Linked DNA regions of Sus scrofa: region 2 is linked to region 1. The links are chromatin contacts, called in public Hi-C maps. All regions are on one chromosome and are shown on one strand. The core of a region is the stretch at or near the end of the contact, and the rest is flanking DNA. Distances in the headings are between cores, read along the strand shown. Region 1 holds the start of ETNPPL (ethanolamine-phosphate phospho-lyase). Region 2 has its middle 24 kb from the start of OSTC.

Region 1 (3,905 bases), core at 905-3,404:
GAATTTGGCTCTATGGACATTTAGAAACTGAAACAAAATATGTTATTATTTTTTCTCTGCTTTTTAAGGCTGCACCCACAGCATATGGAAGTTCCCAGGCTCGGGGTCGAATCAGAGCTACAGCTGTCGGCCTGCACCACAGCCACACCCAGATCCAAGCCACATCTGTGACCTATACCACAGCTCATGGCAACGCCGGATCCCCGACCCACTGAGTGAGGCCGGGGATGGAACCCGCATCCTCATGGATGCTAGTCGGGTTCCTTACCACTGAGCCACAACGGGGAACTCCGAAACGACTATTTAATGGGAATTTTTTACTGGATCAAATTCAGCTGTTAGTGAACAAGTTGAAATCCAGAAAAGCCGTCTGTTATGAAAGTGGGCTGAAAACTGCAGACTTCATCTTGCCTTACTAATGCACTTCCCACCTTGTCACTCAGTCTTCAGGTAAAATTCTTCTCTCACTTCATGGTTAAATTCCTCCTTCCACAGAATTTTCTCCGCTCAGAAATCATTATGTTTTCATTGGAATCTGAATTTACAGGATTAAAAACTAACAGAAAGGAGTAGTGATTATAAAAAGGAAGGAGGGGGAGTTGCCTGGTGGCCTAGGGCTTAAGGATCCCTAGCTGTCATTGCTGTGTCTTGGGTTCAATCCCTGGCCCAGGAACTTCCACATGCTGCTGGCAAGAAAGAAAGAAAAGGGGGCAAGGAAGTGATCAGTGATTGGGTAACGAGGGAGGTTATCTGGCCGTGTTGACCCTATTACGGGGTTGAGAGAGATTTAACTAGTCTCCCAAACCACCTAGAAACTTCCTGGGTGGAGATCAGAAGATTTCTTAAATTGCCCAGCATTTCTTTGAAGAGGTTATTTTCTTTCTTGGGCAACCCCCCACCCCAAACCTGCTGAAGTGCTTGTTAATTACATGTAACTGTTAATTGTGAACAGCCACAATTATTTACATGCAGTTTTTAGGAAAACCAGATCCCACATTAATTTCACTTGCTCCCTCCCCGTGAAGTGGAGTTATTCCTACTTTCATAGATTAATTTCACAGAGGTCACAAGGTAACTTGACACTCCACCAGGACCAGAACTCAGCTCTGACTTGAGGTTGGGTCCTGGAGACTCACCAGTATATTCTCAAGTCGTTTATAATACCAGCAAAACAAAAATAGACTGGAGAGAACATTCCATCTTTAAACCGTAGTGAGGGCATGGCTGGGGAGACCAAGGTAAGTGACGTCTCTTACCGTTAAGAAAGTAGTTTCAAAGTTTTCTGTTTTACTGTCTGGATTAACCCCCACACGTCTTAACCAAGTGTGCAAGGAGAAGAAGTTCACTTTAGACAAAAGCTGTCAGAATTAGTTTTCATAGCCATCGTCAAAAATTTTAAAAGTTCATGATTTTGAAAAACTTTCAAGAGTTCCCTGGTGGCTCGGCGGGTTAGGGATCCCGCATTTTCACTGCTGTGGCTTGGGACCGGGATCTTCCGCAGGCCAAAGATGCAGCCCAAACACAAAACTAAAAATAAAGAGAAAAACTTTGGAGTTGGTGGGAGTCTACCATCTCCCTCCCAGAGCTCATCCCTGCAATGGTATTTCTCCTTCAGTGGAGATCAGCCCTCACGGTCAAGTCCCCCGGCCGGCCGGCAGCCCTCCGCACACTCCGTGGGCTGCAAAGCGCGGGGACCACTCTGCAGCCTCCTGGGAGGCGGTCCGCGGGGATAGCGGGGTCCCGCGCGCTCCGGGGAGGGCGGCGACGCAGGCGCAGGTGCGGCAGCCCGCAGGCCCCCACCCTCCCTCCCGGAACCTCCCCGCTTCAGCTCTGCGCCCCCTGAGCTGCTGTTTTCCCCTCTCCGCGCCTTTCCTGGGGGCTGGGGACCCCTTACCCGATGTGCTTCCTCCTCAACGCCAGGGTGTCTTGCTTGCTGTACAGCTCGCACATGGTGGCGGGATGCCGGGGGCTCCCAGGGGGCTCCCTTCTCCGGTCCCTGCGCCTCCCTCGCGAGCCTGCCCCGGCGACTTCCCTCAGTGGGTCTCCTTGCCCGGGGCACTGGAGGTCCTGGGCGGCATCAACTAGCTAAGGTCATCTCCTTTTAAATCTTGCCCTGCCTTTGCCCTTCGCCAAGCCCCACCCTCCTCCTCCCCACCTCTGGCTGGTGCCTGCTAGGCAAGTCCTTGACTAGCCACTCAGTCGCCACCCACCCCCGCCTCCATCCCCAGTCCAACTGGCTCCTCTTCCCGCCCTGCTGCCCACTTCGACTCCCAGTCCCTGCTACGTTTTCTAGTTTGGCTTTTATTTTGCTAAATTTGCCTTCTCATGGCTTTTTTTTCCTCCTCTGCCGGTTCCTTCCGTACTTCCGACTTTTGTTTTCTTCTTCTTTCCTTCCTTCTTTCTTTCCTTTTGTGTCAATCCCGTTATTCCCTGTATACATGCAAAAATAGGGGCTCTCTGGAGCTATCAGGACTTTTGTCTTCATTCCCTCTCCGAGAATATCCCTATACCGCAATCTACTCAGCAAAATTAACAAGTCACATGCCCCCAGGACACATACTAGGGACTCAGGCTGTTGCTTGTTGGGAGTGACAATGTATATCTAGTTTCAAACATCTGCTTTAACAATAAGTCCTCTTTTGATTTCTCTGGAGTTATTCAAACTACAAACTATTTACTTGACTTATCTGGTTCAGTCCTCGAAACACCCTTTTGTGCCATGAGCCTGGGAGTTACCATCCTGTTTAACATACGGCAACAATGGAGTTATTCCTTGTTCCATAATTACAGATCTGATGGTGAACTTGAAATTCATTCCTCGATTTCTTGACCTCCTTCAGGATGATCTCACACTGATCAAATTTGAAGCTAAATATGTGGACAGAAGGAAACCTAATTAACTATAACATTAAATTGTAAGTCATTTGAAAAACTAGAGATCATCTAATTTATCACCTCTAGATAAGGACAGTTAGGCACAGGAAAGGTAAAATCTCATTCAGGGTCATGCAGCTACTCCGCCCGTAGAGTTTAGACTAGATCATTTCATTATTTGTTTTAAAAGACCGCTCTGGGTTAAGGATCCAATGTTGCCGTGAGCTATGGTGTAGGCCAGCAGCTGCAACTGCGATTTTTTTCTTTCTTTTTTTCAATTCTTTTTTTTTTTTTTTTTTTTGTCTTTTGTCTTTTTATTGTTGTTGCTATTTCTTGGGCTGCTCCCGCGGCATATGGAGATTCCCAGGCTAGGGGTTGAAGCGGAGCTGTAGCCACCGGCCTACGCCAGAGCCACAGCAACTCGGGATCTGAGCTGCGTCTGCAACCTACACCACAGCTCACGGCAACTCCGGATCGTTAACCCACTGAGCAAGGGCAGGGACCGAACCCGCAACCTCATGGTTCCTAGTCGGATTCGTTAACCACTGCGCCATGACGGGAACTCCTGCAACTCCGATTTGACCTCTAGCCTGGGAACCTCCATATGCCCCAGATGAGGCCCTAAGAAAGACAAAAATAAAAATAAAAGACAGCAGAGAAAACCTAATTTACCCATAAGAACACGGTAAATATTTGTAACCAATATTTCTCTCGAATAAAGTTGTTAATAATGCCCTGCAGGGAGTTCCCAATGTGGCTCAGTGGTAGCAAACCTGACTAGGGTGGGCGCAATCCCTGGCCTTGCTTGGTGGGTTATAGGATCTGGCGTTGCCATGGTAGGTGGCAGACTCGGCCCAGATTCTGTGTTGCTGTGGCTGTGTCATAGGCCGGCAGCTGTAGCTCCAGTTTGACCCCTAGCCTAGAAATTTCCATATGTCCCAGGTACAGCCCTAAAAAAAAAAATAAATAAAAATAAAAATAAAAAATACCCTTCAGGAGTAGTAGAATTCCATTACCTAAGATGAGTTGGG
Region 2 (3,905 bases), core at 409-2,908, 60 kb before region 1:
TTCTAATCAGTATCTGCAGGGCTGCAAATGAATTCCATTTGACCAGCAGATGGGGCTCTTGATAATAGAATAAGACGAAACATGTATTGAGCACCGACCATACACCAGGCCTAGGTGCAGTCCTGCTGCTGCCTCAGATTTACATGACCGTGTTCTCAGGCCTATCTCTTTCTTTCTTTTTTTCTTTTCTTTTTTGCCATTTTCTTGGGCCGCTCTTGCTCTCGGGCGGCATATGGAGGTTCCCAGGCTAGGGTCGAATCGGAGCTGTAGCCACCAGCCTCCGCCAGAGCCACAACAACGCAGGATCCGAGCCGCATCTGCAACCTACACCACAGTTCAAGGCAACGCCGGATCGTTAACCCACTGAGCAAGGGCAGGGACCGAACCTGCAACCTCATGGTTCCTAGTCAGATTCGTTAACCACTGCGCCAGGACGGGAATTCCCTCCCCTCAGGGCCTATCTCAAATGCTTGTTTTGACATGTAAGAAAAGCTTTCGAAAGGAACACCTGCCATTTTACTAAGAAGGAGCTTTTCCCTGTGTGATTACTGAGGCCCCTCCCAATGCTAAGTGCCACGATTTGAGGCCCAGAATTAAGTGACCTTAGGAGCTTAGGACTCCTTTGCAAAGGACCTGTTCTATCTAATCATCTGTGGCTTTCAAATACCTCCCAGGAACTCAGGAGCTAGAAACTGGCCTCTTATTAAGGATTTTGTGATCATAAATAGGATACAGAAGCTACAGAGAGTTCAAGAATATTTTCAGTTTACATGCAGTTTTTTTTTTTGGCTGCGCTTGCAGCCCGCAGATGTTCCTGGGCCTGGGCTCGAACCCACACCACAGCAGTGACAGCTGCTGGATCCTTAACTTTCTGTGCTGCCAGGAAAAACTCCTACATATACATTTGTTATACCTAAAATCTTTTATCCACAATGTAACAATAATACTAATACCATCTTTGCCTTACCCCCAGGTATCAACTACATGATGCTTCAACATAGGAAGTAGAATAATCCAGAAGTTTCTGAACTTTTGTTCTCTCTTTGTGTCTCTCTAAGCTCTCTTACAGTTTTCCAGTATCGATTATTATTACTTTATAAAAAGCCACCATGAATTATAGGGTGGTCATTATACTGTAACATTTCTAAGGAAAAGAAGTCGCAAAATAAGAGCTGCCTGGAGTTCCTGTTGTGCGCCAGTGGAAATGAACCTCACTAGCATCCATGAGTTCTTGGATTTGCTCCCTGGCCTTTCTCAGTGGGTTTAAGGATCTGGTGTTGCCCCATGCTGTGGTGTATGTAGGTCACAGATGCGGCTTGGATCTGGCCTTGCTGTGGCTGTGGCACAGGCTGGCAGCTGCAGCTCTGATTGGACCCCTGGCCTGGGAACTTCCATATGCAGTGGGTATGGCCCTAAAAAAAGCAAAAAAAAAAAAAAGATAGGAGCTGCCCTGCTGCTGGCAAGCCCATTTAAAACTGCTTCAACAATCAAATAGAAGATTTGCCAAATATTTAAATAACCTCTCAAAAGTAGGCCAGGACAAACCAGTAGTTCTTCCATTGACTAAGCTTGGACATGCGTCCTGTCATGAGAGGTGATGTTCCCGCCTCGCTGAGGCTCCAGAGGTTGAGTAACCTGTGCAGGTCTTTGCAACGAGCTCGTCCTCCCAGGGACCACATGGCTGGAGGTCCCTGCCCTGTTCCGTGCCCTGTCAGCACTTTGATAAGAGCAGGCAGGTGCACCAGAAAAAGCTGAATCCTAACTGTGTCTAGGGGTTTGGGGGGTCTAGCCTGTGAAGATGTGCTGTTTCTTTTTCTCCCCCTTCCATCCCCTGCGGACCCCCCAAATGTTACATAATGTGGCTGTTACTAAAGTAAAACTTTAATAAGGAAATTGCCTCTGTATCAAGGAGGTTTGTTGTTTCCCTTGTCTTTGGAATTTATCTTGGATCTTTTCCTCCGAGTATGTTAATCAGTGTTTCTGAGCAGACAGGGAGTAAACAGGGAAAGTGCTGATTCACTAGCCTTTGCACAGCGCTCCATTCTCTAGGACATTTAACCTTTTAAACGCCTAAGTCTTGTCCTTGAAAGGAATTGTTTTTTTTTGTTTGTTTGTTTTTTACTGTGGAAATCATTCAAGGAAGTGTGGGTATTAAAAGAAGCTAACATCAGGAGTTTCCTGGTGGCCTAGTGGGTGAAGGATCCGGTGTTGTCACTACTATGGCTTGGGTCATTTCTAGGGTATAGCTTCCATCTCTGGCTCAGGATCTTTTGCAGGCTGCAGGTGCAGCCAAAAAAAAAAAAAAAAAAAAAGTAGCTAGTATTTATTGAATTAAATTAATTAATAAATTAATTTATGTCTTTTTAGGGCCACACCCGTGGCATATGGAGGCTCCCAGGCTAGGGGTCTAATCGGAGCTGTGGCTGCCAGCCTACACCAGAGCCATAGCAATGCCAAATCCAAGCCACATCTGCGACCTAGACTACAATTCACGGCAATGCTGGATCCTGGACCCATGGAGCAAGGCCCGGGATTGAACCCACATCCTGATGGATACTAGTTAGATTCGTTTCCGCTGAGCCACGGCAGGAACTCCCACTTTAAGCTTCTTGAGGCAGAACCTGGTCCCACACACTGGGCTGTATGCAGTGCTACACAAATCAGAGGGGTTCGGTAAATCCTCTGTAATGATGGTCACATTATTTGCTTATTTATTCACTTGTTCTTTTTCTTCTCTCTCTCTCTTTTTTTCTTTTTTCTTTTCCATGTGCAGTGGCTTGATGGTGGAATCTCAGTCCCCAGACCACAGATTGAACCGGGGCTGCAGAAGTGAAAGTGCCAAGTCCTAACCACTAGACCACCAGGGAACTCCCTCTTTTCACTTTTATTATGGAAATTTTAAACACAAAAGAGGTGAAAGAGGAATGATTAATATAATAAACCTCTCCTCTCCCATTACTCAACTTCACCCATTATAAACTCAGGGCCAGTTTTATTTCAAAGATACCCACCCCATCCCCTACTCCCATCCCAGATTAATTTGAAATGAATCCCAGAGATATAACTTTTTTTGTGAAAAAATAATCTTTTGGAAAAAGGGCTTCTTTTGTGAGTGGCACACGTAGGGCAACTCACTTGCTCTGCGTGTGGAATGGACATTAAGAGATTTTGGAAGCTTAGTTTTTTGGTATCTGGGTAGCTGGTGATCGTTGGTCCTGGAGCCCCTGCTCTAAAAGTACGGAATAAAAGAGCACTTGCGGTCTAAAATAATAATAATAATAACAATTTTGAATAAACAAATGTATTAGAATATAGTTATTAGGCCAGAACTACAATATTCATTTGAGATTCCATAAATATCGTCACATTTCACAAATTGTTATGAGAGGGAAGAGGACTTCTATGAGTCTAGCTCAAATACTATAATTCTGATCCTATTTAAATCCTGTCACTATTCTTCTCTTGACATGTTTACTTGGTTTTTTTGTGTGTGTGTCTTTTGTCCTTTTATGGCCACACCTGTGGTATATGGAGGTTCCCAGGCCGGGGATCGAATCAGAGCTACAGCTGCCGGCCTACACCACAGCCACAGCAACCCGATCTGAGCCGAGTCTGCGACCTACACCACAGCTCATGGCAACACTGGATTCTTAACCCACTAAGTGAAGCCAGGGATTGAACCCCCATCCCCAAGGATACTTGTCCGATTCATAATCGGCCTATGCCACAGCCACAGTAATGCCAGATCCGAGCCACGTCTGCGACCTGCACCACAGCTCACAGCCATGCCAGATCCTTAACCCACTGAGCAAGGCGAGGGAGCAAACCCACAACCTCATGGTTCCTAGTCGGATTTGTTTCCGCTGCGCCACAACAGGAACTCCTCTTTTTTAATTTAATTTTTA

The links. Hi-C and Micro-C count contacts between places; a contact is called where the count stands out from the background.
Region 2: a Hi-C map of liver shows a contact between it and region 1, with 2.8 times the contacts expected there. The contact joins the enhancer-like site here to the promoter of ETNPPL in region 1. A contact is called at or near these places in 1 of 5 promoter capture datasets (liver) and 6 of 47 Hi-C or Micro-C datasets (embryonic fibroblasts, liver and skeletal muscle).

The regions. Positions count from the first base shown.
Region 1 is chr8:113,361,296-113,365,200 of Sscrofa11.1, reverse strand. ETNPPL (ethanolamine-phosphate phospho-lyase) reads right to left here and starts at 2,154. Exons shown (of 13, transcript XM_021101686.1): 1 at 1,895-2,154. The coding sequence starts at 1,950.
Region 2 is chr8:113,420,999-113,424,903 of Sscrofa11.1, reverse strand. No RefSeq gene overlaps it. Among named protein-coding and RNA genes, the nearest start is that of OSTC, 24 kb to the left of the region's middle. Within about 2 kb of position 1,658, at least 6 of the 83 cell types and tissues checked have an H3K27ac peak or open chromatin away from gene starts, as enhancers often do. A contact at or near this core is called in liver, where this site is marked.